4 separate regions of the Mus musculus genome follow, and regions 1, 2 and 4 are each linked to region 3. Evidence: chromatin contacts called from public HiChIP or PLAC-seq and promoter capture Hi-C data. All regions are on one chromosome and are shown on one strand. The core of a region is the stretch at or near the end of the contact, and the rest is flanking DNA. Distances in the headings are between cores, read along the strand shown. Region 1 overlaps Fem1b (fem 1 homolog b). Region 2 holds the start of Calml4 (calmodulin-like 4). Region 3 holds the start of Map2k5 (mitogen-activated protein kinase kinase 5). Region 4 holds the start of Smad6 (SMAD family member 6).

Region 1 (6,435 bases), core at 2,559-5,058, 580 kb before region 3:
CCCACCCTCCAACACATACAGAACACTCAAAATAAATGTACTTCTTAAATGTAAAGTTCTGATACAACTTTCTCAAAACATTCCTTTTAAACTTCCACATAATTTCTATTGAAGTAATAGTAGCCATAGCCCAATCACGAAGGACACACAGAGTTAAAGGAGCACACCTAAAAACCAAACGAAACCATTCTTCACTAACCACCCTGGCAAAAACTAAATGAGTTAATAGCTGGGGACAGAGGACTGGGGAGGACAGAGGGACTTGAACAGTCTGCCAGGACTGTAAACACACTTAAAGCAGAATTAAAAGCAAGGCTAGCAAGCAGCTGTAAACGGGGTTCACTACCACATCACTGAGAAAACTGAACATCTAAATACCCACCAATAAAAGTCTGAGTAAACAGACTTTAAGACCATCCATAGACATGCTATGAAGTTGTATATTTTTAAATGTACATATGAGGAATGAAAACATGCTTGACATATTAAACAGTAAACATGAAGTCCATTTGCACTCTTCAAGTGAAAATAAATGTAATGTAAGGTAACACAGAAAATGTATGGGAAGCTTCTGAAAGACATTTTATGATTTTTGTCTCTACAGAGTCCAAGTGGACATGGGAAGGAAGAGCTTAGCTTTACTATGAGCTTTAATAGAGGATTCCACCCCACACACATGTAACTTCAACAACCCCTTTAAAAGGAACTCAACAAAAGATCTCACACCGAACAATAAAGACACAAACTTCAAGGTACTTTTTTTTCAAACATTTACTGAACACAACACCATTTTTCCTTTTACACAGCAAAGTTGTTAGTTTCAAATTAGCTGAGCCATTAGGACTGTCAATTGCCATGAAATCAAAGGTGATTCTACATGTCAAACTCAAGTTGAAGACATCATGCAATATATAAGTCACTGATAGGCCCCGGTGCAGTCAGCAAAGTTACTAAGCTTATTAAAGTCACATAAATGGCTTGACAAGAGCGCACGATAGAATGACATCACTGGCTCGCAGTAAACCACGGTGAATTACTAGACTACAACTATGTAGCTCCTCTGCACCAAGGACTGCAGGGTGCGGTGAACATTACAAAGGACAGGGTCCTGCCAGTAGGTTAAGGCCAGATTTTACTTCCCAGCTATGTACTTCTGAAAAGACTGGTTAGGAAAGCTTGCAGGGAGAGGTCCCCTCATCTCTTCTCTACCGATTACTGAGCAACAACAAAAAAAGCCATGCACACATTTTACAATACCTGATAGGAAATAGGTGCAAAGCCTGCCTGTGTCCTCACCTGGCAGACCTGCATCTTCATGCCTTCATTTTTCTGATGAGGCTACTCATCCCATGATTCACCCCTAAAGGAAAGCTGTAAAGCTGTAATTTAGCAGTATTCAGCCCTGCAGATTTATCAGTGACGTGCTCCCCATAACCATCAAACCGCTGTCCCTTCCCTACACATTAACACAAAGGTACACTCCACAAACCTAGGACTAGAGACCACATTTACTTTACATTTGTAGTAGTCAACCAATCAGCATTGTCACTATAGAATTTGTTCCAGATCCCAGGCTTGAGAAAGGGGCTGCTGTATGCCTGGCCCATCTCTGGCAGGTTTGCCAGAAACTTCAAAGAAAGCCCCTCAGTGTATGTACATATTGAGGGGCTGTCAGATGATATCCAGAATGGAGCTGTGCACTTTCAGAGTAAGAGTGAGCACAGCTTAGAATCTGACTGAAATCAGTTCAGAGCCAAAGGCAGAGTTGAGGGTTTTACTCTTCCCTATTTCTGCTGCAGTTAAGTCATGAGAAGGGTGCACTTCTGCGTGCACTGACATCTGGGTAGCTGAGAAAGTACACTTCGGATTTTTACAATTGTCATGAGGCACAGATACTTTAACCCGCCCACTCAAGTTCAGCCACTGGCTTCTTCTCAGCCCACAGAGTTCAAGTAGCACGCGTCCTTTGGCTTCCATATTCCCAGAACACGGGTATTCTGCTGCTTGGATTATCCAAAGCAACCTCATTTTAACCTGATGCCTCAATTACAATGAGTAACTCCTCTCTAGGACTTGAGTTTTCAGAAATGTTTGTCTAAAACAGTGTTGGCTTTAGGGAGGTTTTAATCCCTTAACCACAGTTTATGTCAAACAATGCTATCATGCCTAAGTCTTCATAATCACCATTTAGCAACTATTAGTGTAATGAAATCAAAACTCCTTTCAGAAACTAGCAAAACCAAAGCATGGCAGATGGGCCAGGTTGTTTTGGTTTGCATGTTTAAAGTTCCCACAGTGAAGAACCTCTGGGTGGTTGTGCTGTGATTATAATCAAGAGTGGACTGGAAAAAGCCAGTGTCAGAGTCAGCTACCCCTTCTTCTTCAACAAGAGGATGGATAGATAGCTTTGCTGCCCAGACTGGGGTCAGTCACTGAAGTGTAAGGTTTTAATTCCTAACTGCATGAAAAGTGAAAAGCACCCTCCTGCACTCCTGGCTCATGCAAATTTATGTGACAATTTACACAAGTGACATGTTCTGGGGAAATCACTAACACTATCAAGGAAGGGTTACAATTCAAAGCATGATTCTACCAATAACAAACATCAAATGACAGACATGGCTGCAACACACGACAGCCTAGTGAGCTAGCTACAATGCTACCACCTTTCACACCTATTTTTCTTTAAAAACAAAAGTTCATGGAACATTTGGCTGAGCATACTTTCAAAGAATTTTACCAAAAACAAATAACGGGAAGGCCAGGCATGAGGACACTTGCTCCTATAATGGATTTATACAGGTGTTCCACAATGCAAATCTGGAGTGATGGTACAGACAGAATTAGATCCTCAGCAAGAGTACATAGTGTGCAACTACACAACTAAACAACTCTAGTTAGTCCACCACCAGCACCGTTCCGTTCCCTCCACCCTCCTCAGCACTGTCTTCCCTCCTTCAAAAGCTGTCCTTTAATTCTACATCTGAATATGTATATTATTATTATTCTCATATATAAATAATGTCTTAGAACAGTGTTGGTCCTGGGTAGTGAAGGAGGAAAAATGTTTTTAAAACATGCAGTATTATCTGATAGATACTTTCAGTTTGGGTGCTTAAAAATCATATACATTAAAAAAATGGAACCAACTGAATACTAAGTTTCACAGCTATTCCTCACTGTCCTCATTGGGCCTTAGTGTCCGAAAAGACCTGACCTGAGCCTGAGAAGAGGCAGGGCTGACTCACCTTGTGCAGTGTGTCATCTCTTCCAGGCCACTGAGAGCTGCCAGAGCAAGGTGAATCAATATCGCCTTAAGTCACACCAAGAGGGTCTAGGTCAGAAGTTCCCAAATTAGGGCATTCCAACACCTCCCTTTAAGCCATCAGAAAAGTCTTCCATGTAAACTCTCAAGTTAGGAAAATAACTAACACAAGGACACACACGAAGCACAACTACAGCAACTGCATCTTGCACCCTTGGAGCAGGAAACTTTAAGTCTCCTTTCCTGCCCTCTCCTGGTATTTCATTTTATGGGGTATCTCTGTTTAAGGCCCTAGGTGCTGATTTTGGCTTGGTCACTTTGTACTACTCCAACTACAACCATTCTCCTATGTTTTAAAAGCAATATCCACAGGTAAAGTATTTGTGAAATCTTACAGGTTGTTTAAAGTTTATATCTGATGTTGTATCATGACAATGCTTTTCACTAAAGGAAAACACAAAGCTGCGGGTCTCCACGTACGGTTCCATGCACTAGGGGTAGCTTAGGCAGCATTCATTTGGCACTAGAGGAAATTACAGGAACTAGTTTCACTTTCATTCTCATCCCTAGCATCAGCAGACACTGTTGTTCCTTCAACTTGAATTTCTGTGATGCTTAAGAGAAAAAAAAAAAAATCACAGAATACTCTTAAGAGTTGAAATGTTGCTTGATTTAAAAAAAAAAAAGCAAAAAACCCAAAGACCTCAGTACCACATTCTGTGGTAGAAAAGTCTACAGCTCTGAGATACACCTTTCATGTGGCACTGAGAATCATTTTCCTCATCAAATACTTCATTTCCTATACCTTACTCCTGGTTTTCCTACATCTTACAATGGACTAAGTAAAAACATCACATATGTGTCCTCATTCCTTTTCATCTTACACCTAATTAGGGAGACACCAATGCCCTATGGAAAGGCAGTTTCCAATTTTTAAAGATACAACACACAAGGACAGGGCTAGAAAAGGACGAAGTACAATGTCTAGCTATACTGTGACAATGTTTCATAATACAGTGTGCTCCTTACGTAGGTCTGTGAGCCAAATCCAATGCATAAATGCAATTTAGATTCATCATTACATCAGAGACCAGAAGAATTCAAGCCTAAGGGTGGAATCTAGCAAGGTCCGCAAGGTTGGGCTAAGATCACCAGTTAGAAGACACTAACAGAACACAATGATTTTCAGGAATTCAACTTTCCAACAATAACTGCACATAATTTTCAGATTATTAATCAGTAGCTAAGTGTTTCAAGTCCTCCTGATGTAAAATGTGCTGTATCACTGCACACACACAGTGAAGTGAGAACCATCCATGCAGGGCTTGAGCATCTCCCAGTGCTCCCAGTGTTCCTTTTTAGTTCATTTTCTTCATGAAATCCTCAAAACTGCTGCACAGATGACATGCTGACATCAGCTTAACAGAAATACTTTTGTAGGCAGCTGTTTAAAACATCACCAATTTTAAATCACAAATGCCCCTATTACACAAAAGGCTTACATTCATTCTTTTAAAAAAAGAAAAAGAAAAGGAAACAAACAAATGTCCATACACCTTCCAGTTACACCTGAACAGCGCTGCTCTGTTTAGTGTGCTGAGCTCAATACCACGTGAGAAAAGAGGCACACGGAACCAAGGACGATGGCTGAAAGGATAGTGGAAAGAAAAGGAGAATTTACAAACACAGAATTCTATTGTCTGTGATTAAAGTCCTTTACTTTTTAGCACCACATTAAACGATTTTACACATCCAGTCACTTAATGAAATCCAACAAACTCTTCAAGAGTCCGGGGGATCTGGTCTTGGTAGTTAATGTCATTAGCCCGAACTGCTCGGGCAGCCAGGCACTTGAGGCTCATCTTCATCTGAGTTTTAAGTAGTATTTCAGACACCCCAGTTGTACTTTTGTCTAGCGGAGTTTTATTCTGCTTGTTTGTCATGTCGGTGTGAGCTCCAGCCTCCACAAGGCTGATGATGATGGAGTGCAAGGTCAGAAAATCACTGATGGGCCTGTTGTACTGGACGATAATGTGGAGGGCACTGTTCCCCTCATTGTCCACTGCATTTACCTCAGCGCCACAGTCCAGCAGGAGCTTTGTGACCAGAGCGTTGGGAAAGCTGCAGACATCGTTAGTATGGAAATCATCAACTGGTGTGTTCGAGTTGACAGCCAGGTGTAGCAAGGAAAAACCTTCCCGTGTTCTGGGGTCCAGGTGAATCAGGTTGTAGATCTGCTTGTTAATTCTGCACTGATCTTCTTCGCTACACTGTGTCTTGGTGGAGATGCACACGAGGTACAGAAAGGTATAGAGGTTACACTCATAGTTATCCATGGCACTGTGGACGTCGGCATCGGAGATATTTTTAACTCTGTTCATGCTCTGCTCTATTTCCAAGACACTGCATCTCAAAACGCACTCTATGTCTGGGGCCTTCACAGCTTCATTGAGGTGTATCATCTGAGAGAAGACTTGAGCAAACCGAAGCAGATCTTTGTGGGTATTCCTGTTACCTTTCTGCCTCAGGTGTAGTGCGTGGAGCCACAATTTGATGCACTGCTCGAACTCCATGTTATCAGCATAGACAGCCCCTCTGTAAATGATGGGGTGGGAAACATCAATGTTGTCAGCACCTAAAATCCGTTCCCGAACTATAAGGCCCTCCATGTGAAGAGCATCTCTGTCTTGCCGAATAGCCTCCAATTCCTGTGGGTTCCTACACTCAGTTCTGTTCCCATAAGCATGGATGGGTGGGAGAACCTCTTTTTCAAGAATGTTGTCACCATCCTGAAATCTCTCCAACATAGCTAAATATAAATAGTGGTATGTCTTCATGATGTCATAGTTCTCACGATCATTTGCAAAGGAGGCACCCAAGAGCTCCAAGGCTTCAATCCGACTTCTGCGGTCACAATCAGCATGAGAGAGCAACAGTTCAACGACATCAGCTTTACAGCTTTCAGCGGCCACCTTCAATGGTGTCATCCCATGGCCATTCACCACTATTGCAGCTCTCCATTTTATCAGTTCTTTCACAATGTCAATGTGACCAGCTTCGGCTGCAAAGTGCAAAGCTGTGGCTCCACAGTGTGCTTTAGCATTGGGATCAGCACGTTGTTCTAAGAGGTATCTGACCACATCAGTGTGCCCTTTATATGCTGCGATCAT
Region 2 (6,081 bases), core at 2,112-4,611, 520 kb before region 3:
ACTGTGCAGCTTGGTAGGCCACACCATGAGGCCACTGGCAGTCACAGCCTTGGAGCCGGTATTTAGCCAGCTGAAACAGCAGAAGACAACCCCTTTGTCACCCACAAATAGAGGGACCTGAGTGTGGCTGCAGGCATCTGATGTGTACTTGGGAGGTAGAAACAGGAGGATCAAGAGTTCAGAGCCATCTTCAATTATACAGTGAGTTTGAGGGCTCCCTGAGCCACTGGGATCCTGTCTCAGCACAACACAAACGGGTCCTGGAGAAAGGACTCTGAGCATTTACTGTGTGTGCAGAGGACCTGAATTTGGTTTCCAGCATCCATGCAGGGTGGCTCACAACTGCCTACAACTCCACCTTCAGGGGATCTGACTCCCTTTCATGGTCACTGTGGGCATCTGTACACAAACATACACACAGCCATGCAAACATACACATAAATAAAGTGTATGTATATATATGTGTGTGTATATATATATATATATATACACTTTAAATACACATAAAGTATGTATATGTGTGTGTGTATATATATTTAAAGATTTATACATAAGTACACTGTAGCTGTCTTCAGATACACCAGAAGAGGGCATCAGATCTCATTATGGGTGGTTGTGAGTCACCATGTGGTTGCTGGGATTTGAACTCAGGACCTTCAGAAGATCAGTCAGTGCTTTTACCTGCTGAGCCATTTCTCCAGCCCTAAAAGTATATTTTTTAGAAATACTTTTCTGGCCAGGCATGGTGGCACACGCCTCTTTAATCCCAGCACTCGGGAGGCAGAAGCAGGCGAATTTCTGAGTTCAAGGACAACCTGGTCTACAAAGTGAGTTCAGGGCTACACAGAGAAACCCTGTCTTGAAAAACCAAAAAAAAAAAAAAAACAACAACAACAACAAAAAACCTTTTCTGTCTGGTGGCAGCCGTCAGGCAAGCCCTGGTATGCACATACAAGTACAGACTACAGAGCAGTGGTTCTCAATCTCTCAATCGTGGGTTGTAACCCCTTTGGGCCTTTCACAGAGATCAGATATCTTGCATATTAGATATTTAGATTACAGATCCACCACAGTAGCAAAATTACAGTTATGAAGAAGCAATGAAAATAATTTTATAGGTGGGTCACCATAACATGAGGAACTGCATTAGAGGGTTTCAGGGCGAGGAAGGGGGAGGACCAGTGCTATAGAGGTGACCTGACATCCTGGCATGATGCACTTTCTTCAGGGCCCACTGCTAGCCGTATCACCAATGCCCTGTGTTCCACCGGGCATTAGCTTCACGAGGCTAAGCAAAACTACATTAGATGCAGGACTTTGTGTTCACAGTGGAGGCTGCGAACACCCAATTCCTTAGAGTGCAACTTAGAGTAAACCTATCCATCATAGGCTTAACCAGCTAAAGATGGCCTGGTCCTCAGTACTGTGTGGAGAGAGCTGGACTCCATTGTGAATTCTGAGCATCCTGAATTCTTACGGGGCTGAAGGCTTCATACAGGTTCTTTGAGGTTCTCCTCACAGACCCACTACTTCATAAGTTACCAGAACAAATCCTGGCACTCACTGGATCACCGAACCAGTGCATAAGCACCAAGAGATGCCTGGACTGCCGTCTGCTGGCCACAGGAGCTCTGGTCTCTGAAAGGGAAACCAAGTTCTGACATGCTTTGAGTGTTTCTCACCACACACTTGGAGAGCCTGGAGCACTCTCCAGCTCCATTAGTGATGATATAAAGAATGTTCATAAAATCTATACTAGTAAATGATTTAGGACGGTCATGCATGCGCGTACGCACACCCACACACACCCACACACCAATGGAAACAAAACCAAACAACAAAAGAAGGGAGAGTTGACAGGTGTCAGGATGCCCTTAGGGGCACATGGCTGACCCCAGTACTCAGTTACTAAAACCCAAGAAGATGCCTCACCCGCCTCTGAGCCCATCACAGAGGTAGGGTATTTGGGGGCCTCAGTTCTGTACCCACCTGTCAAAAAGTACTGCCTACCTCCCTTGCTCTTCCATGACAACTAAACTGTGTCCCCCCAGCCTTCCCCACTCCCACCATACCCACCCCCCACCAAACCTAGGCCCCCAACTATACCTACCCCTCCATACCTAGGCCCCACCATATCTTGCCTCCCCAACCATACCTACCCTCCAAATCATACCTACCCCCCACAAAGTGGGTCAGAACCTCAAGATTCTCACATCTAAAGCAGGTAAGAAGAGGTAGATGGCTCAGGAGAAAAAACAAAACCATTCCACATGGAGGTGTCAGGACCAGAGGGAGGCCATGAGTTTGTGTGCCCTCAGATGGGTTAGCAGGAGACCTTAACTCTCTTCCTCTGGCACCTGCAGCCTTTGGTAGCTCTCATTTGCTCCCTTGCTCCCTGTGTAGTACACAGGCTATGTGACCACACACAGTGACTGACAGTTGGACCAGGCTGGATTTAGCACTTTGTAGGCAAACCAGTCAAGGAGTGTGGATGAGGGAAAGGAGACTTTCAGACCAACCTGAGAACCTAGTCATGCCCAGGGCCCAGTACCAGTTCTAGGAGGCACCCTTTTTCCTGTCTCAGGGGACGGGGAGAGGAATAGAGGGCTGAGAAATTCAGAGTCAGCAGCTTATTATAATACGGGAAAGGGCGAGACGAGGAAGGGAGAGGAACTTCCTGCCTGGTCAGGTCAAACTCCAAGTTCCCTGAGCGGCTAGCTTAAGACTCAGCCCCAGCACCCAACACCATCCCCAGCCCCTAGGAAGTAGAATTGGCTGTGTATTGGCCTTTGGATTATCCTAGCAGCCCATAACGTAGCTGGTGAGGAAACTGAGGCATACAAGAGACGGACGGTCCTCAGCGTGTCCCCAGACATAGTGCATCTGCAAGGCTGTGTTTGAAGCGTCTCTGAGCACTGCTCCCTTGGATAGCTTCTTCTGGAGAGACCGTGTGTGTGTGTGTGTGTGTGTGTGTGTGTGTGTGTGTGTGTGTGTGCGCGCGCGTGCGTGTGCGCGCGTGCTATCTGGCTCCAGCAAGGAGCCCAGCTTAGCCTCGGGAGAGAGCAAAGCTTCCTAAGACAGACTCAGACCAGGACAGAGTCAGCCCCACCCGGAGCCCCCTTTCAGAAGTTAGGCTTCCAAGAAGGAACACCCAAATTGTCCAGTTGCTGCAGAGCCCCAGCCTCCGGGGGCAGGGGCCTCCAGGAGAGTCTGTAAATGGTTTCCTCACAATCACCCTTCTCAGGACGGTGGGGGCATCCACTACTCAGCCGGAATTTGACTCTCATGGCATAGAGCCCGGTCTCCGTGGCAGCGGAGGATTTATTACCAGGCCTCCGCCCAGCATGCTGGACTTTCGACTCCAAGCTGGAGTAAAGAGAACCAAACTCAGTTCCAGGAGTAAGGGGAGCCTGAGGATGGTGAGTGAGGGGCTGTGCCGGAAGGAGGTGGGAAGGGCCCCCGCTGAAGCCCCCTCTTGACTGTTCTTTCTCTGCTACAGGCCAAGTTCCTTTCCCAGGACCAAATTAATGGTAGGTTGGGTTTGTTCTTTAATTAGTAATTCGCCACAAAATGTGTGTCTCATTAGGCAATTTGCTTTGCTGGGTTTTGTTGGTAGGAAGGAAGGCCCCGAGGGGTGGACAGCTGGCCCACCCACAGGCTTGGGGCCAGGTGCTGTGGGGCAGCTGGTTATCTGTTTGGGGGTGGCCCTGAAGACCGACTAACTGACTTCCAGGGCTTGTTATATGTCAGTGTGACTTTCAAGCTGGGTCATAAAAGTGAGCTTGCTTAGTGCTCCAGAGAGCCTGGAAACGGGTCTGGGTGGGAGGCTGGTCATGGAGAAAGGTCACTAACATAGTAATTGAACCAGAGATGGGGGATGGGGCTTTGTAGTCAGTGTAGACAGGCAACAGAACTCAGGGTTACACGCTGGGGCAGGATATTTCTTTATGGACCTTAGACTGTAAAATGAGGGGCTCAGCTGGCACCTCCTGCCTAGTTCAGTGTGGGCACCTTGTTCTTGGGCTTCCCACAGAGCAGAGTTCTGTTTCCCCAAGAGCAGAAAGGCAGAATTAAGTTACACAGGACCTGGCAAACACCTGGCCAGGGATCTGGTGGCTGAGTTTCTGGCAGAGAGGCCAGAGTGCAGCACAGGCCCTTTACGGGATAACTCTCTTTTCCCTGAGGCTGAGCCCCTACACCTGCCCCAACATAGGAGGGAAACAGCCTTGGTAACCCCCTTCTCATTGCCGCTGACATGACACCTTGTCGGTGAGCTAGAACTGCAGGTACACAGGGACACGGAGCTCTGGTGCAGGACACTGTCCAGCAGGCCACAGGGGTGGCTTCTGGTTACCCCAGCAAGGATCTATCCCAGAGATGTAAATGACTAGAGTACAGTCTAGAGCAGGGAGTGACAGCGATGTGTGCCTATTGGTCCTACTCTTAGATTCCTCAACTCCCTATCCCCAAACTAAGGCCCAGAACAGAGGGGACAGTGAGGAGACTCTGCTACACAGAGCCTAGCCCACAGTTAGGGGCCAGGGGCTGGCGGACAATCCACTATGGGAGAATTTGTACTGCTCTTGCAGAAGACCTAAGTTTGGTTCCCAGTACATATACAAGAACTGATCACCATCACCTGTAACTCCATCTCCCAGGGCAAAGGAAACCTTTGGCCTCCTGGGGCACCTGTATGCGTGCATGTGCACACAATGGAAAGTAAAGTCTTTGAAGGGGGGACCTAAGCTAGAGGCCACCTGTCAGCCTCACCAGTCCCCCTACTCTGTCTGGACAACGGACTCACTGCCCCCTCGCTCCCATGGCTTTTGAAACAACTAGAAAGGAAGAAGGCGAATTCTCTTTGTATCCCAGTGTCTAACACCAAGAAGGTGGCCATGAGTGTTTAGAGTTGGAAGCCTGGACAGGGTTGGGCGAGGAATGGGGCTTTGGAAGCTCCCAGGCCAGTCACCTTTGAGTCTCAGTTTTCTTGTCTGAGAAGAGGGTCAACGATGCATCCTGATGTGTTTACCTCACTTCTACTTTACTTCAGCAAGAGTCCTTTCTCTGTGCTAACCCTGCCCTGTGCCAGCCCTTCCCCAGGTGTTAAAAACTGAGCAGGGGGCCGGAAGGTACCCCCCATTCTTGGGGTCACAATCAAGGAGAGTGAAAGACAGAATGGACAGCAGTGAATGAGGGGTGGGGCCACACTGAGAGGACTGGAGGGGTGTGTGTGTGTGTGTGTGTGTGTGTGTGTGTGTGTGTGTGAAGGAGACTGAGGATCGGGGTCCTCAGGCAAGCCAGGTATTCTGGGGATCTTGTTATCTTGGTCTAGCATAGTGAGAAAAGACTGCAGGTACTGAGGGCCCACCAAGCACTGTGATGCAGGACAGTGTCCAGCAGGCTCCAGAGGTGGCTTCTGGTGACCCAGGAAGGGATCCCAGCGTTGTAAAGGACCAGAGCTTGGACAGATGGCGGAGGGGAGGGAGAAGGCGGAAGGGGGGTTGGAGGCGGCAGCTGGAGAGATGGCTCAGCAGTTAAGAGCACCTGAGAGAGGGAGATAGGTTCCCTGCAGTCACGCTGGGTGACTCAACACCACCTGGAATTCCAGCTCCAGGGAATCTGGCTCTGCAGGTTTGAAGAGATGGATGGGGGCTGGAGAGATAAAGGCACCTGCCCCCAAGCCGGGGGCGGGGGGGTTCCTCCCAGCCCAGCACATGGTGGAAAGAACCATCTCCCCCACAAGATACTCTCTGACTCCCACACATATATACACTAAAAAAAAAACAAAATAAACAGTGATCTGGAGAGATGGCTCAGCTACAGTGTACTCATATACTTAAGATAAATCTTCAACTAAAATAAAATGTATTAAAATTCTTAAGAGAAAAAAGAGGGGCTGGAGAGATAGCTCAGAGGTTAAGAGCACTGACTGCTCTTCCAGAGGTCCTGAGTTCAATTCCCATCAACCACATGGTGGCTCACAACCATCTGTAATGGGATCTGATGCCCTCTTCTGGTGTGTATGAAGACAGCGACAGTGTGCCCACATATATGAATTAAATAAAGAAATCTTTAAAAAAT
Region 3 (6,809 bases), core at 3,691-6,190:
TGACATACCTACTTTGTGAGGAAGCTAAGAAACAAAAATTTAGAGTTAGAAATGTCTTTCTACACATTCACAGGTACCACACATTTCTTTTTTTTTTTTTTTTTTTTTTGGTTTTTCGAGACAGGGTTTCTCTGCGTAGGCCTGGCTGTCCTGGAACTCACTCTGTAGATCAGGCTGGCCTTTAACTCAGGTAGCACGCGTTTCTTAACAGGGAGCTAGATGTATAAACTGAATACAGAATTAAGTACACAGGCAATCCAGAGGAAAGTCTGAACCTGGCCAGAGGACAAGGACTGCCTGCCTCCTCAGCCGCTCTACTGGCCATTTTAAAGCAGGGTATATTTAATGATAAATGGTAAAATTCCAGTTTCCTTTAAGAGCTAATTTTGTATTTGTTTCCTTTCTTCTTCTCAGTAAGACAGAAAACTACATAACAGTGGAGAAGTCAAACCTCCTCTGTAGCAGGCCAGGAGCTTATAAGTCTGCACAGGTCAGGACTTGGCTCTAGACTTCAGCCGGCCTGTAATCTGGTCTCTGAGATAAGATGGCACCTGGAAACACTCCAGTAACAAAAAGAGCCAAATACAAGATCTCAGTGGCAAGCAGTGTTCACTGTGATTGCTAACGGTTACTGTCAACTGGATAGGACTGACAATCACTTATGGCACAAACCTCTGGGCATGTCTGTATGGGAGCTTCTACACCATGTTAACTGAGGCAGAAGGCACACCTTAAATATGGGTAGCACCATTTCATGGACAGGAGCTGAGCAGCCTTCGTAGTCTATGCGTCCTGACTGCAGAGACAATGTGACCAGCTGCCTCCTGCTCAACCTTCAAACTGTGAGTGAAAATCAAACCTTTCTTCCCTAAGTGGCTTTTGTTAGGAATCTTGTCACAACAAGGAACGCTCAGAAGAAAGAGTCACTGGTTCCACTTGGATAGAAATGTCACTAATTAGTCCTCTACCTCACACTAATCAATCCAATTCTATTCACAAGTCCTAGAACTGTCCTAGACCGTCTCCAAGGATGAAGAGAAAGGAGGCTGAAGGAATACAGAGAGCCCAGTCAGTGTCTCTGCACTTGGTTTTGGCTTCCTTCATACTGCATTTAGGTCCTGGAGATACAGAGCACAGGCAAGCCCAGAGGGGACAAGCTAAGTAGCCTACACAAGGTCTCCCAGCCATGTGGAGAAGGAGCAACTGGATCTTCAACTCTGACTCTGCTCTCAGATACTCAATCCCTCTGGACTCAGTGGCTGAAACCCCCTCTGGCTTTTGTGTTAGGTAAGCCAACTAGCTCCAAGGCTCTAGGAGGCCCCTCCCCTTCCAGAGCTACTTACGCTTCCTCATCTGAAAACAGGAAAGTGTGAGAGGGGGCTTGGGTCAGACAAGGGACGCATCCAAGTTCCACAGACTTAAAGCTCAAGGTTCCAAGTCAGAGATGCTGGTTTCTTTAGGGTTTTGTTTACTCTTGATGGAAGAGATGACGTGAAATCGGAGAACAGATCACAAGGACCTTGGGTGGCCCCCTGTCAGACTTGCCAGGAAACAGCAACCAGACAGAACCAAGTTCTAAATTCTTTTCCGGCTCTTCATGACAAATGTGCTCCAGCGGATCTTATGAGCAAACTGTCCCGACACGCGGTTCTGAGCCTTAGTGATGATAGTGCGATGCTTCCTGGAGGCCCCACGCTGGACATCTCCTGTGGGTACTCAGGAAGCAGAAGGCCAGGTCCTGTCCCTTACATTATATGTCAACACTTATAGAGCACTTTCTATGTGTTTAATCTTCACACGACGTGGTGCAGGTGTCCCTGACTAGAAATAAGGAAACTGAGGCTCAGGCATACAGTAACTGGCCGAGGTAGTGGCACACCTGGCCGTGAAGTTCCAACTGCCGGACTGAGAACTCGGTGCTCACCCAGCTTTAGGAAGCAAAGGCAGGAGGAGAGCAGTCCCAGGGTTCCCTCTTAAAATAGCTAACTTGAGAGCAGACTGAGCAACATGGCAGACACCAACATGGCTCCAAAAAAGAAGCCAGTGATCTGCACAGCTTAAAATTGCACACAGCTGGTCCTTAAGATATACATTCTTTTCTTTTTTTTTCACTTATTATATATGCAGGTGTATAAACAGTAAACACGGATGCATACATGCCATGGCCATGTGTGTGGAAATCAGAAGACAGCATTCAGGAGTTGGTTCTACCATAGGTTCCACGGACTGTACCCAAGTTCAGGCTCACACAGCAAGCACCCATTGGCCCCTCCTCAAGTCTCAGATGCTATGACGCAACAGAAACAGAGCTCTTTCTCTCCTCCAGATGTTTACATTCTAGAATAGACAAGCACATCATCCTGAATGCATGCTTTGCCACAGGGATGGACATAGGACTACCATGGCAGCCACCTGGCAAACACTGACACAGGGAGAGTGAGGCATGGCAGGGAAGGGTGGGTGAGAGCCAGACAAAGAAGGCAAAGTGGAGGCACAGCCTGGGTACCTGGGAGTACTGACAGTAGCTCTGTACACCTGGGACACAGGATGCTCAAGAAGATGTGGCAAGAGAGGACATAGGTGCCAGGATAATCAAGATGAGCCTGAGGACAGCAAGGAGGACTGTGGGGCCTTATGAGGAAAGGAGACTAGCACTGTGCATATTGTGAAGAGCACCAGCTGCAGAGAAGGGATGCCATTCGGGGTCAAAGACTGGAGGCTGCTAGCTCACCTAAGGTGCCACATGCTTGGCTTAGACCCAAGCATGGCCTTGGTGGTACGAGCATCTAGCTTTCAAAATGAAATTATAGATACCACCATTTCATTTTTTATCAACCCAAGGCAGTAAATGACACCACTCAGTGTTCTCTTATAGTCCCTGTAAGTCAGACGGCACATCTGCCTGTTAAAACATTCTTCCCCGTACACCAAATTCTCCTGCTGAGTTACTGTGGACATACATATATGTCACCCTGTTAATGTCAACTGACTAGAAAGATGCACGTGGACTGAAGTATATGGGGACACTACAGGAAACAAAAGTAAATTTGGGGGCCAGGGAGATGGCTCAGCTGGCAAAGTGTTTCCTATGCAAACATGAGGGCCTGAGACTAATCTCTAGACCCATGTTAAAAAATAAAAATAAAAAATAAACAAAAACAAACAAATAAACAAAAAACCTAGGAAGTGGGTGCTTGACAGGTGGCCCAGGCTTGGTGGCATGAGTGCTTGTAATCTTAACATTGGGAATGCTGAAACAGGCGAATGCCCAGGGCTTGCTGGCCAGCCAACCCTATCCCAAAACAACAAGGTGGATGGCACCTGAGCACATCTGAGGCTGATCTCTGATCTCCACATGCACGCACACACATCTGCACACACATATACTCATATACTAAGTAAGGAAGCTATAGTTTTGGCACTGACTCTCAACCTCAGGAGCAAGTCCTCGGAAGGTCCTTTTACTCTCTATTCAGGACAAACACACACATACATAATGTTTTATAGTATATATTATATATGGACTCAAGGGCCAGCCTACATTAACCTTCATAATTTTGTGTGAAATATATTCTAAGCATCCCAAGGCAATGCACTGTTGATTCTAAGATGTAAATTTTCCCTGAACACTCAACATCTCTGAAATTGAGCTGTGTTTGTCACGGAATGATGTGCTGTAGTTCTAACAGGCAGCATCCTTTCCATATTGATAGTTAAGTCTAGGTCTCCCATTCAGTGGCATCTAAGGTTTGCTTAACCATTGTAAACTAAGATTGCCCTGGTGTCCCTTTCCCAGCAGGTCACAAGTTCAGGAAACTCAGCAGTGACAGGGCTAGAATGAGGGCAGGAATCCTTTCCAAATACTTGAGAAAAATATAAGAAACAGTTTTAAAACTCTTTACATCCCAGTTGTCTGCACTGGTGTGTAAGTCACAGTCCAGACTGTGAGCTTCCTGAGGGCAGGGGTTCAGTCGGATACATCAATTTCCCAGGGCGCTGCACATTTACCAGTTTTCAGTGAGTGCAATTAACCGAGACTGTGGTTAAAACAGGTAAGTTGACCCCACCAGAGGCCAGCTCAGGCCACCAATGGTCAAGATGCTGCCTATCCAGATCCATAATCCCCAACGCTGGGATTTGGCCACTAAAGTCACCACTCACCAGAACATCCCTGAAGAGTAACTGCGGCCCGGAGTGCACGGTCCAGTCCACCGCGCCACTATTTGGAATCTTGATCCGAATCACCAGCACCTGGTTCTCCATGGCACAGAAGGGGCCAAGGGCCAGCCACAGCATTACAGGTTAAAGGGTCTCACATCCTGGGGCGAGGGGTACCGACCTGCCCCTACTTAGGAGGAGCCCCAAGAAGTGACAAGGGGAACGATAGACAGAAGGCAGGCGATAAATAGGGAGCAAGAAGATGGGGAGAAGTGAAGAGGAGCGATCAGGAGGGAGCTTGCAGGCCCAAAACCAGGCCCAGGTCGTGTGGAGTGTCCCTAGGAGAGGATGCACTGTTGGGGGACCGGCCAAGAGGAATTAGTAGAGAGCGGAAGGTCCTGGAGTTACAAAAGTGGACAAAACAGAACCCACAAGCATTCTGTAGTCCTTGTGAGTAAGAGGAGACAGCGGAGCAACGGCCTGGTTTAAGGCAGGTACAGTGGCCAGGGTCCTGCCGTCCTGAGTGTCTCGGTGGGCAAGGGGACGGTGGCCGGGCGCCGCGGGCTGGGTCGGGGCTGTTTCGGAGGTGCACCGGTGGCGCCTGCCCTCCAACCAGGCAGGGGGGCCCAGGGCCGCGGGGTCAAGGGGCGGGTCCCGGACCGCAGCCGGAACCGGAGGGCGCGGCGCGTGCAGGATCGTCCGACTGAGGCCCGCGTCCCGGCAGCGGAGGTGGCGGCGAGAGGAGGAGGAAGGCGGCCGTTAGACCGCTGTTACTCCGGAACCAAAACGCGATGGCGCCGGAACCCGGGGAGCCGACATGTGGGACCCGCCTCCTGGGGCGCCATGTTGGAAGAGGGCAGCTGGGGCGGAGCAGGGATCTCGTGCTAGGACTGGCTGACTTCCATCTCTTCAGGTAGTGGTAAAGGAGCCTAGAAAACCCAGGAAGACACGGATCTACGGCTGGGGGCTGTCCGTAAAACAATTTAAGGTTTGATCATGCAGAAAAGGCGGTGAAGGACAAGACGGCAGCACCAGCTTGTCAAGTTATATACCTTTTACTATCCGCGGGTTTGTTACATTAAATCGGCAAGAGCCAGGCAAGACCTTTTTATTAAAAAAAGAAAAAAAAAAAAAAAAGCATGTTTTTATGCCCCTTCTTCCAATTAACAGTTCCAAAATACCACTATTTTTTCTCCCACGTTAGCAAAGTGTGCATGAATTTTTCAGTGAGGTCCTTTACCCTAACCAGTGACCTACAGTACCAAGCAATCTCCTACTCAAAAGCAACAGTAAAGAAACTCAATGGAGAGCGCTTAACTGCCTGGGGACAGCTGTATTTCTGGCATCATAATATCTTATTCAACCGTTGCAAAAATATCCCGTCTGTTCCATATATTTTCAGCTAAATTGCAGTGTTTATGCAGTCAGTGATAGCAGGGCAGTAGCCGTAAACCTTGGTTATTTTTAAATGCCTTGTTACCTCACATTTTAAAGTGCATAATCCTGTTGATCTATGTGTCTATACAAAAGAATTGCTTACAAATGGCAACGTGTAGGTAGGCCCTTTATTTGTAATTAAATTATGCTATTATCTCTACCTTTTGGGGCTGATTATGCATAAACATAGTGCGTGGGGTGGTGGGACCAGTGTCCACTTTCCCCGGAATAAACAGATATGTGATTAATGTAAGAGGAGGAACAATTAAATGTTGATCATTTTCAATGTAATACCAAAATTTGTGGCATAATTTCCTCTACTTGGGCTTTTTTCCTGTTGCATTTGAAAGGCCATTGTAGGAGATAAATGACCATCTTTTAGTTATTATTCCTTAATAGCTTAGGTAGGAATTCACGTAGACCGATTCTCCAGGTACTGTTGGAACTACCCCTTTGTAACTGCTCTTCAGTGCTAAAGAAAAATTCACTATTTTGCCATGTACTTCTTAATCTAAACTTTATTTCTATTATTAAGGAAAATTAACTACAAAACTAGAGATTTTCTATTAACCTATGATTTGTTAAAACGTCTTTTTAAAAATTCATAGTACCATAGGGAAAACCAACACCATTTGCCAAATTTGCATGTATATTCTGAAGCACTTTTTTAAATATATGAATGGCAGTCTCTCAGCTTCCCAAATATCTAAAGAGCAAATATAATCACATTTCAACTTTTTGTAGCCTTTACATAGCATGAAATCTTAAGACTTTATTATTTGAGCAGAGTTTCACAGAACTATTAACATTCAAAAGTACCTCTTTGTTAAGTAATATAAACACCACCGTCCAAATTAAAGGGATATATGTTTATGATCTTAAAGTTTTTGCACATAGTATTTTCTTTTTAACAGTAGACATAAGTAGCCACACAAGTTCTGACTGAGGTAGTTTGGTAGCCATAAAGTACTTTAATTGTAGTAGAAGGTTTATGCTTGTTTCTTTCCTACTTAAAGGGGGTTAAAGTTTGGATTGGAAATGTCCCCCATATGCTCAAGCCTTGCTTGTCCGTCAGTGGCACTGCCAGGAGACGATAGAATCTAATGTTGGGTCAGTGAGAGTAAGATAGGTTCTTGGGGGCATATTATACGACGTTATTGGGACCAGTGCCCTTCTTCCTTCTTCTGTTTCTTGTCAGCCATGAAGAAAACACC
Region 4 (6,213 bases), core at 380-2,879, 640 kb after region 3:
GGGACTCCACAGCCTCCAACAGCGTGTCCAGCGAACGCTCCTTGAGCCTCTTGAGCAGCGAGTACGTGACCGTCTTGAGCTCCTGCTCCAGAAGCAGCAGTCGCGAGCGGGCTTCGCGACTCCGAGGCCCGCCGCCCTCCTCCGGCTCCGGGGACTGTCTGGCTTGGGGATCGCCAGAGTCCCGGGGCGCGCCTGCTGCGTCCCGTTCGGAGAAGAGACAGCAGGTCACCGTCTCGCAGTCACTCTCAGGCAGCCAGCCTGGGCCTCCAGGCTCCGCCACATCCAGCGGGGAGCCCCCAGCCCCGGCCCCCGACTCCGACACGGGCCTCGGGAGGCCCCCTGTGCGCCGGCGCCTGCCCGCGATCGCGGCGCCTCGCGGTCCCACCGCGTCCCGGGGCCGCCGCGGGGCTACCGAGCGGACTTCGGAGCGGCTGCAGCCTCCGCCCTCTCGTGCCCGCGGGGCAGGCTCAGCTCGGCTGCCCAGGCTCCCATCCTCGTCGACACCACCGCCGCCGCCGCTGCCTTCCTCCCGATCAGGGACCACACGACTTCGCCAAAGTCGCCGCACCAGCCCCGAACGTTTAGACCTGAACATACGATACCCTTTGGCGCCTGGGGTGGTGGGAGGGGAGGCGGTCTCCGGTTACCGGGGGTCCGTTCCCTCAACGAGGCGCCGGCTGAGCGGGCCGCAGCCCCACATGAAGCTCTGCCGCGGGGCGCCGTGCAGACCGCGCACAGCCTGTCGTCGAAGGGGCACCGCAGGGCTGCAACATGAGGGAGCTCGCGCCGGGCCAAGCCGGGCCGGGCCGGGCCGGGAACACGCGCGTGTTGAGCCTCAGTCCGCGAGGGACCAGCGGGCTACATGGATCACGATGGGCCGGGACCGCTCAACTCCAGCTGCTTTGGAGCCTTAGGGAAGCCACCAGCGAAACGATGCTAGAGACACCCTGCATGGGCCGGCGAGCCTTCAAAAGTTGCGCGGCTGGTACACGAGCACAAAGCGCTTGCGTCGTGCCCCCAAATGTGTCTGCACAACTCTGCCTTCAAAAGCCAAGCTATGCTACATGGGCTTTCCCTGCAGGATCCGAAACTAAGGCTTGTGGATAACTCCCATATCCCTGCAACAAAATAAAAATAGAAATAAAAGCAAAGCAAGAAAAAGGTCCCAAACAAAACTCAAAATGCTTGGATTTTGCACGCACGAAAAGCAATTCCGTCTCAGGTCCCGGGCGCTCGGTGCACTTGGGGCAAGTCTCTCCTGAACGCGGGTGTCAACACATGAGTGGAAGCCGGAAAAAAAAAATCCCAAAGAGCTGCTAGGAATCCTTAATTAAAAATGCAATCCACCGAAGCAGAGGTCGCAGCCCGCCCCACGCTGCGCTGGGTCGCTTCGGGCGCCGCGGCTGCCGAGGTCGCCCCCCCCCCCCTTCACCAAAGTGCCTCCTGGTGGCCCCGCGGTCCCAGCGAGGTTTGGCGAGGCAGCGCCCGGCGGCTCTTTCTCTGGACTCAGCTCCCTCGCTCGTTCCCCCTCTCGGCGCTCTCTCTCTTTTTTGTTCTCCTCAAACGCACACTGAGGGCCCCCGGAGGAGCGCCGCGGAGTCATTGGCTGCCTCCCATCATATGCCAGTCTAGACACTTTGGCGGCTCCGCGGCGCTGATTGTTGCGCAAACAAGGTTTCAAGTTTCTTAACTCTTAAAGGAGAACACGTCCCATTGCTGAGCCCGAGGCTCCGAGGGGGCTGGTTCCCGGGGCGGGCCGAACGCGGGCCCCCGCCCCTCGCCCGCCCCAGCACCCCCGCCCCGAGGCTGACAGTGCCCGCGACTCACTCTCAAGCTCACGTCGTGCCTTGGGCACGGATACCAGCCGTCCCGCACACGCGCTAACAAACACTCACACCCTGATGCCCAGCTCTGCTGGGTGAACCCACCGCGACCCGGACTCCGAGGCGGCCCTTTGCCTCTCTCTGGCTTGTGCCCAAACTTGCAAACGCGCATAGCACTTTAGAGTCAGTCCAAACCCCCAGCCTCAGCGCGGGCTAATAAAAATGGGCGTGTGTGTGCGCCTTCCTGCCCTCCGTCTCTGGGGAGTTGGGGGGCGGCGGCGAAGTTGGGATAGCGGGTTTCTTCCGTGTCCTATGAAGGCTCCACGCACCCCCTGCCCAAAATTAGGGGTCTCTCCGCCTAGGCTACACTGGGGGGCGGGTGATCGAGGGAGCTCCAGGATAGCCCGAGGTGGGGACTTGGACAGGGTGGGGTAGAGGCAGGAGTGCTCTTGGATGGCTCCTCCTGGTCGCCCCGGCTCTCCCTCCTGGCGTCCTAGGCTCCTCTCAAGGCCAGGCGCTTTCTTCTCCCTTCGAGGATTTACCTTATGCCCCTTCGAGAGTGATAGAGGGGCGTGCTTTCCCCAGTTATGTTTCACTATAAAAACGGGGGCAAGTTGGGGACAGACTTGGGGACCCGGCATGGGAAGGGTTAAGGCCGCTCCTGCCCTGGAGCCGGCGCGGCGGGGTACCTCCTCGGGCGTGCTTGCTAGTCCGAGGGTGGCAAAAGTTCAAGCTTGTAAAGTCAGGATTGGCCCCGCGCGGAGGGGAAAAAAGGCCTGGTTCCCCCTCCCCCTCCCGGGCGTGGCGCCGATTGGCCCAGCCGCAGGGCCGGCCCCGCCCTCCCCTGGCGCGCCGCGGCCCCACCCCCGGCGCAGCACCACGCCCCTTTCCGGGCAGGAGCGGGGCCCCGAGCTCAATGAAAGAAATTCCGCTACTCTCATTGGCCTGGGGCTTGACGCCGCACCCCGCGGGAGGCGGAGTGGGGAGGATGGGGCGCGGACTTGTGATCCCCTTTAGGATACCTGTGCTCTGGACTGCTGTAGCGAAGGTGGTGTGCAAGTCCAGGAACGGGTCTGGAAGTGCGCTGGGGGAAGGGTCGTGTGTGTAGGAAAGATACAGACTACTTCCCTGAGTCTTACCTGGAGCCAGGTACTCCAGTGCTGCAGGGCCGATTGTCACACCCACCCTTCACTATTTTGGCCAAGGTGAATATGAGTAGCTGTCCTGGCCTTGGTTTCTCAAGATTCTAGGAAATCCTTACTAATAAGTGCATACATCAAAAGTGGGCAAGAAGCGCCCACACAAACTTGTCTTTTAGCTTCCGTTCATCCCTGAAGAAGTTGATGATCCTAAAACGCAAAGAGAGCCTACAGGATTGTGCACACCCATGAGTACAGCACTTGGGAGGTAGAGGAAAGAGAATCAGGAGTTCAGTGCTCTCCTGGGCTACACAGAGACCTGGAAGCCAGCCTGGGCCTGCGTAAGACCCTGTCTCCGAAAGTCTCCCAAAATAAAATAATAAATACAAAGAGAAGCCAATTATGTTCTCTCTTACGAAGATTTTGTTGCCTTGCCTCTGGGTTACAATAAGAGCAGATGCTTTGAGCTCTTTACCATGGTAGCAGAAGTTTCAAGCCTAAACAGCTAATGGGTTTTATTTTCTCTGTGTACAGATGAGAAACTGAGGCACAGAAACTTGCTCATTTAATTTGAAACCTATTGAGAGCACTAAGACACCAAAACCAGAGAGCTCCAAGTTCTCACCCCCACTCCCCAACAGCAGGGAGAGGCATGTAACTATGTGATGTCACAACATCGCTTTTAGGTGTGTGGTTTCCCAAATAAGGTGCATGGTACTGCCTCTATTAGACCTGCTGGATGGACATTTCATACGGAGGCCACAACTCCCCACTACAAGACTCTGGAGATGAGGGTAGCTGGCAACCACCATTATATAGAGTGCCAAGGCCTTGGACACAATAGCCTGCACAAGTTTGTCATCCCTGATCGGGTGGGACTTGAACCCAGCTAGAAAGAAGTATGAGTGTCAAAGACACCAAGACTCCTGAAAGAGTTCCCTGCCTGTAGACAATCTGCAAGGCCTCCCTCACAGTAGGGGAGGATCCTTACAGAAGTCTCCCCACATCCCTACTCCTGGTGAGGAGTATGAGTTGAGACTTTCTGTCCCTCCTGCTCCTTACTCTGAGCACAAGCATCTCTCCCTGAGGTATACCAGGCTAGGAGAGACTAAAACAGGACCTTAAGAAGCCTGCTACCTTAAGCTAGGCGCTGGAGAGATGGGATATCACTAAAGTGTTCACCATGACAACCTGAATTGGATGCCCAGTGGTCCCTGGGGGGGGGGGGGAGGCCCAGCAGTGCTGGCTGGCAAACCCAGAATTGAGATATGGGAGGTTGTGGGGGAGGGGCAAACAGAGGCAGATTCCTGGAGCTCTCTCATTCCTAAATAAATAAGGAAGGTGGAGAGTAGTCAAGCAGACAATGTCAACCTCTGGCCTCAGGCATATATATACATTCACAACACATATACCACAAACACACATGAAACGAACAATTAAATAAAGGAATAAATAAGAGGGCTGCTAACTTAAGCAAAATTTAGCCTCTTGGCCCATGTTCACTAGGAGATAGATATAGGGTGGGGTAATGTAGCCTAGAAAGGATGCCCCCTGCACTACAACCAGAGTCTGGTAAGCCTGAGTCTAGGACTGATGCTACTATGGTACTTCTCCAACTGGGTAAGTGTGGGTTATCCTCTGTAAAATGGGAATAGCAATCATCATGCCAGCTAGGGACAGCTGCCAAAGCTGAGGGCTGCTCCTCCTCAGGCCCATCCAGCTCAGGACTTGACACACCTTATAACCACTAGAGGGTGTGTGCAGTGGTGGCCAGCTGCACAGACCTGCAGAGTGGCAGCTCTGACCTCCACCCTACTAAACTGCCAGGCTGGGAGTCCCTGGGATATAAGGAAGAGAGGGCAAAGGAGGAAGGCTGGACTCCCATCGTCAAGGTTCTGCAACTATCGTCAAGGTTCTGCAGTTGCAGGAAGTCACCCAGGAAGAAGTAGCTGACCCCTTAGCTTCACACCTGTCCCCTCCTTCCTCTCTCTCCTCAGAGCACTCCATGATTCCTCATTTCAGTATTGCCCCACTTACAACAGCACAGTTCCATGTTCTTTCCCCTGAAATAAAGGCCCATAAGGGCAGAGATCCCAAGTAGCCAGGCTAGGCCACCCACATCAGTGTGAATCAGAATAAGACCACTGGACACGCTCCTGTCTGAGACAGTTCTTGCCTCACTTCTCCTGGCACCAGAACAACCTGCAGGGTGGCTGAGTTAAAATTCCCACTTCACCGAGCCCCCATGCTCCCCAGCTAGACTTTCCTAGGCACCATCTTCTCCAACTCTCCCAGCAACACAAGGAAGGTCTTGTTCCTAGACTCTTCTTCAAAGCTGGGGAAACAGACGGTAGGCTATTTTGTTTCTGCTCGTATGGCCAGTAGGTGGCAGAGTTGAGACCAGGTGAGTGAGTGTGTGGCTCCTTAGCACCTGGTTCTACAGAGAAAAAAAAAAAGTTGTCTTTTGCCCCTAGGAAGTTTCCACATTAACTAGTAAGGACTATGACATGAAACAGCAGAAGTCACTGAAGCTAGAGTTTGCTTCTGAGTGATGGGAAGGGATCTGGATCTAGGGAGCATGGTTTACAAACAAAGAAGTTATACAGAACGCATAGCCACCTCTCACCATGACTAAATGGATTAACAAGAAGATTCATCATAACCCACTGTACAGAAACTGATTCAAATGCCCAGGCCCTGCTTATTAGCTCTAGGAGAAGAATTTATTATATGCTCAAATGTTATATTACAACCCTAGGACCCACTGGCTAAGGGATGTTGTCTACTCCTTTGGAAAGCAAATCTACTTGGTCAACATAAACCCAAGTGGAAAAGTTGGGACACACTTGAAAGTGATAAACAGCCCTTCTGGAATTCTGATACATGCTACAGACTCTTCCTTGTGGGGTCAGGGGATGCCCGTATACTCTAATGGAGCTCTGTGTTTATTGGTGTTTATTGAGCTCCTGCTGAGTGCCCACCTCCTCCTCCCAGAGCTGGGGAACCTGCAATAAGCCAAGTCCAGTAATTCCAGAGTTCATGGAATCTAGTGAGAAAGAGACAGACCACAACCAAAGGAGCAGGGTGCTCTGCACACTGAAAACGCCACGGCCAAAGTGAAAAAAAGAAGAGGAAAGAGGAGTGTCAGGGGGCAGGGAGGCATATATCAGGGAAGACTTCCCTGGGAAGGTGACATTGGAGTGAGGGAATGACATTTTCTTCGGGACATAATTGGGTTGAGGTCTTGGTGG

The links. Promoter capture Hi-C pulls out the DNA fragments that hold promoters and counts their contacts. HiChIP or PLAC-seq counts read pairs in DNA pulled down with a chosen protein or histone mark.
Region 1: an H3K4me3 HiChIP or PLAC-seq map of bone marrow-derived macrophages shows a contact between it and region 3, with 2.8 times the contacts expected there. The contact joins the enhancer-like site here to the promoter of Map2k5 in region 3. A contact is called at or near these places in 2 of 39 promoter capture datasets (the C10 cell line and erythroid cells) and 4 of 115 datasets of contacts at active chromatin or transcription factors (bone marrow-derived macrophages, embryonic stem cells, large pre-B cells and 1 more).
Region 2: a contact with region 3 is called in an H3K27ac HiChIP or PLAC-seq map of embryonic stem cells, with 3 times the contacts expected there. The contact joins the promoter of Calml4 here to the promoter of Map2k5 in region 3. A contact is called at or near these places in 2 of 39 promoter capture datasets (hematopoietic stem and progenitor cells and hippocampal neurons), 4 of 115 datasets of contacts at active chromatin or transcription factors (bone marrow-derived macrophages, embryonic stem cells, pro-B cells and 1 more) and 3 of 9 other capture datasets (adipose tissue, liver and macrophages).
Region 4: a promoter capture Hi-C map of pre-B cells shows a contact between it and region 3, with 3 times the contacts expected there. The contact joins the promoter of Smad6 here to the promoter of Map2k5 in region 3. A contact is called at or near these places in 2 of 39 promoter capture datasets (neural stem cells and pre-B cells) and 1 of 115 datasets of contacts at active chromatin or transcription factors (pancreatic cancer cells).

What each region holds. Positions count from the first base shown.
Region 1 is chr9:62,791,068-62,797,502 of GRCm38.p6, forward strand. Fem1b (fem 1 homolog b) reads right to left here. Exons shown (of 2, transcript NM_010193.4): 2 at 757-6,435. The coding sequence ends at 5,026. Among named protein-coding and RNA genes, the nearest start is that of Fem1b, 17 kb to the right of the region's middle. Within about 2 kb of position 3,809, at least 10 of the 459 cell types and tissues checked have an H3K27ac peak or open chromatin away from gene starts, as enhancers often do. A contact at or near this core is called in bone marrow-derived macrophages, where this site is marked.
Region 2 is chr9:62,854,743-62,860,823 of GRCm38.p6, forward strand. It overlaps Calml4 (calmodulin-like 4), which reads left to right and starts at 3,362. Exons shown (of 5, transcript NM_138304.2): 1 at 3,362-3,419; 2 at 3,500-3,530. The coding sequence starts at 3,417. It also overlaps the pseudogene Gm10653.
Region 3 is chr9:63,372,962-63,379,770 of GRCm38.p6, forward strand. Map2k5 (mitogen-activated protein kinase kinase 5) reads right to left here and starts at 4,941. Exons shown (of 22, transcript NM_011840.3): 1 at 4,162-4,941. The coding sequence starts at 4,296.
Region 4 is chr9:64,020,430-64,026,642 of GRCm38.p6, forward strand. Smad6 (SMAD family member 6) reads right to left here and starts at 1,630. Exons shown (of 4, transcript NM_008542.3): 1 at 1-1,630. The coding sequence starts at 595.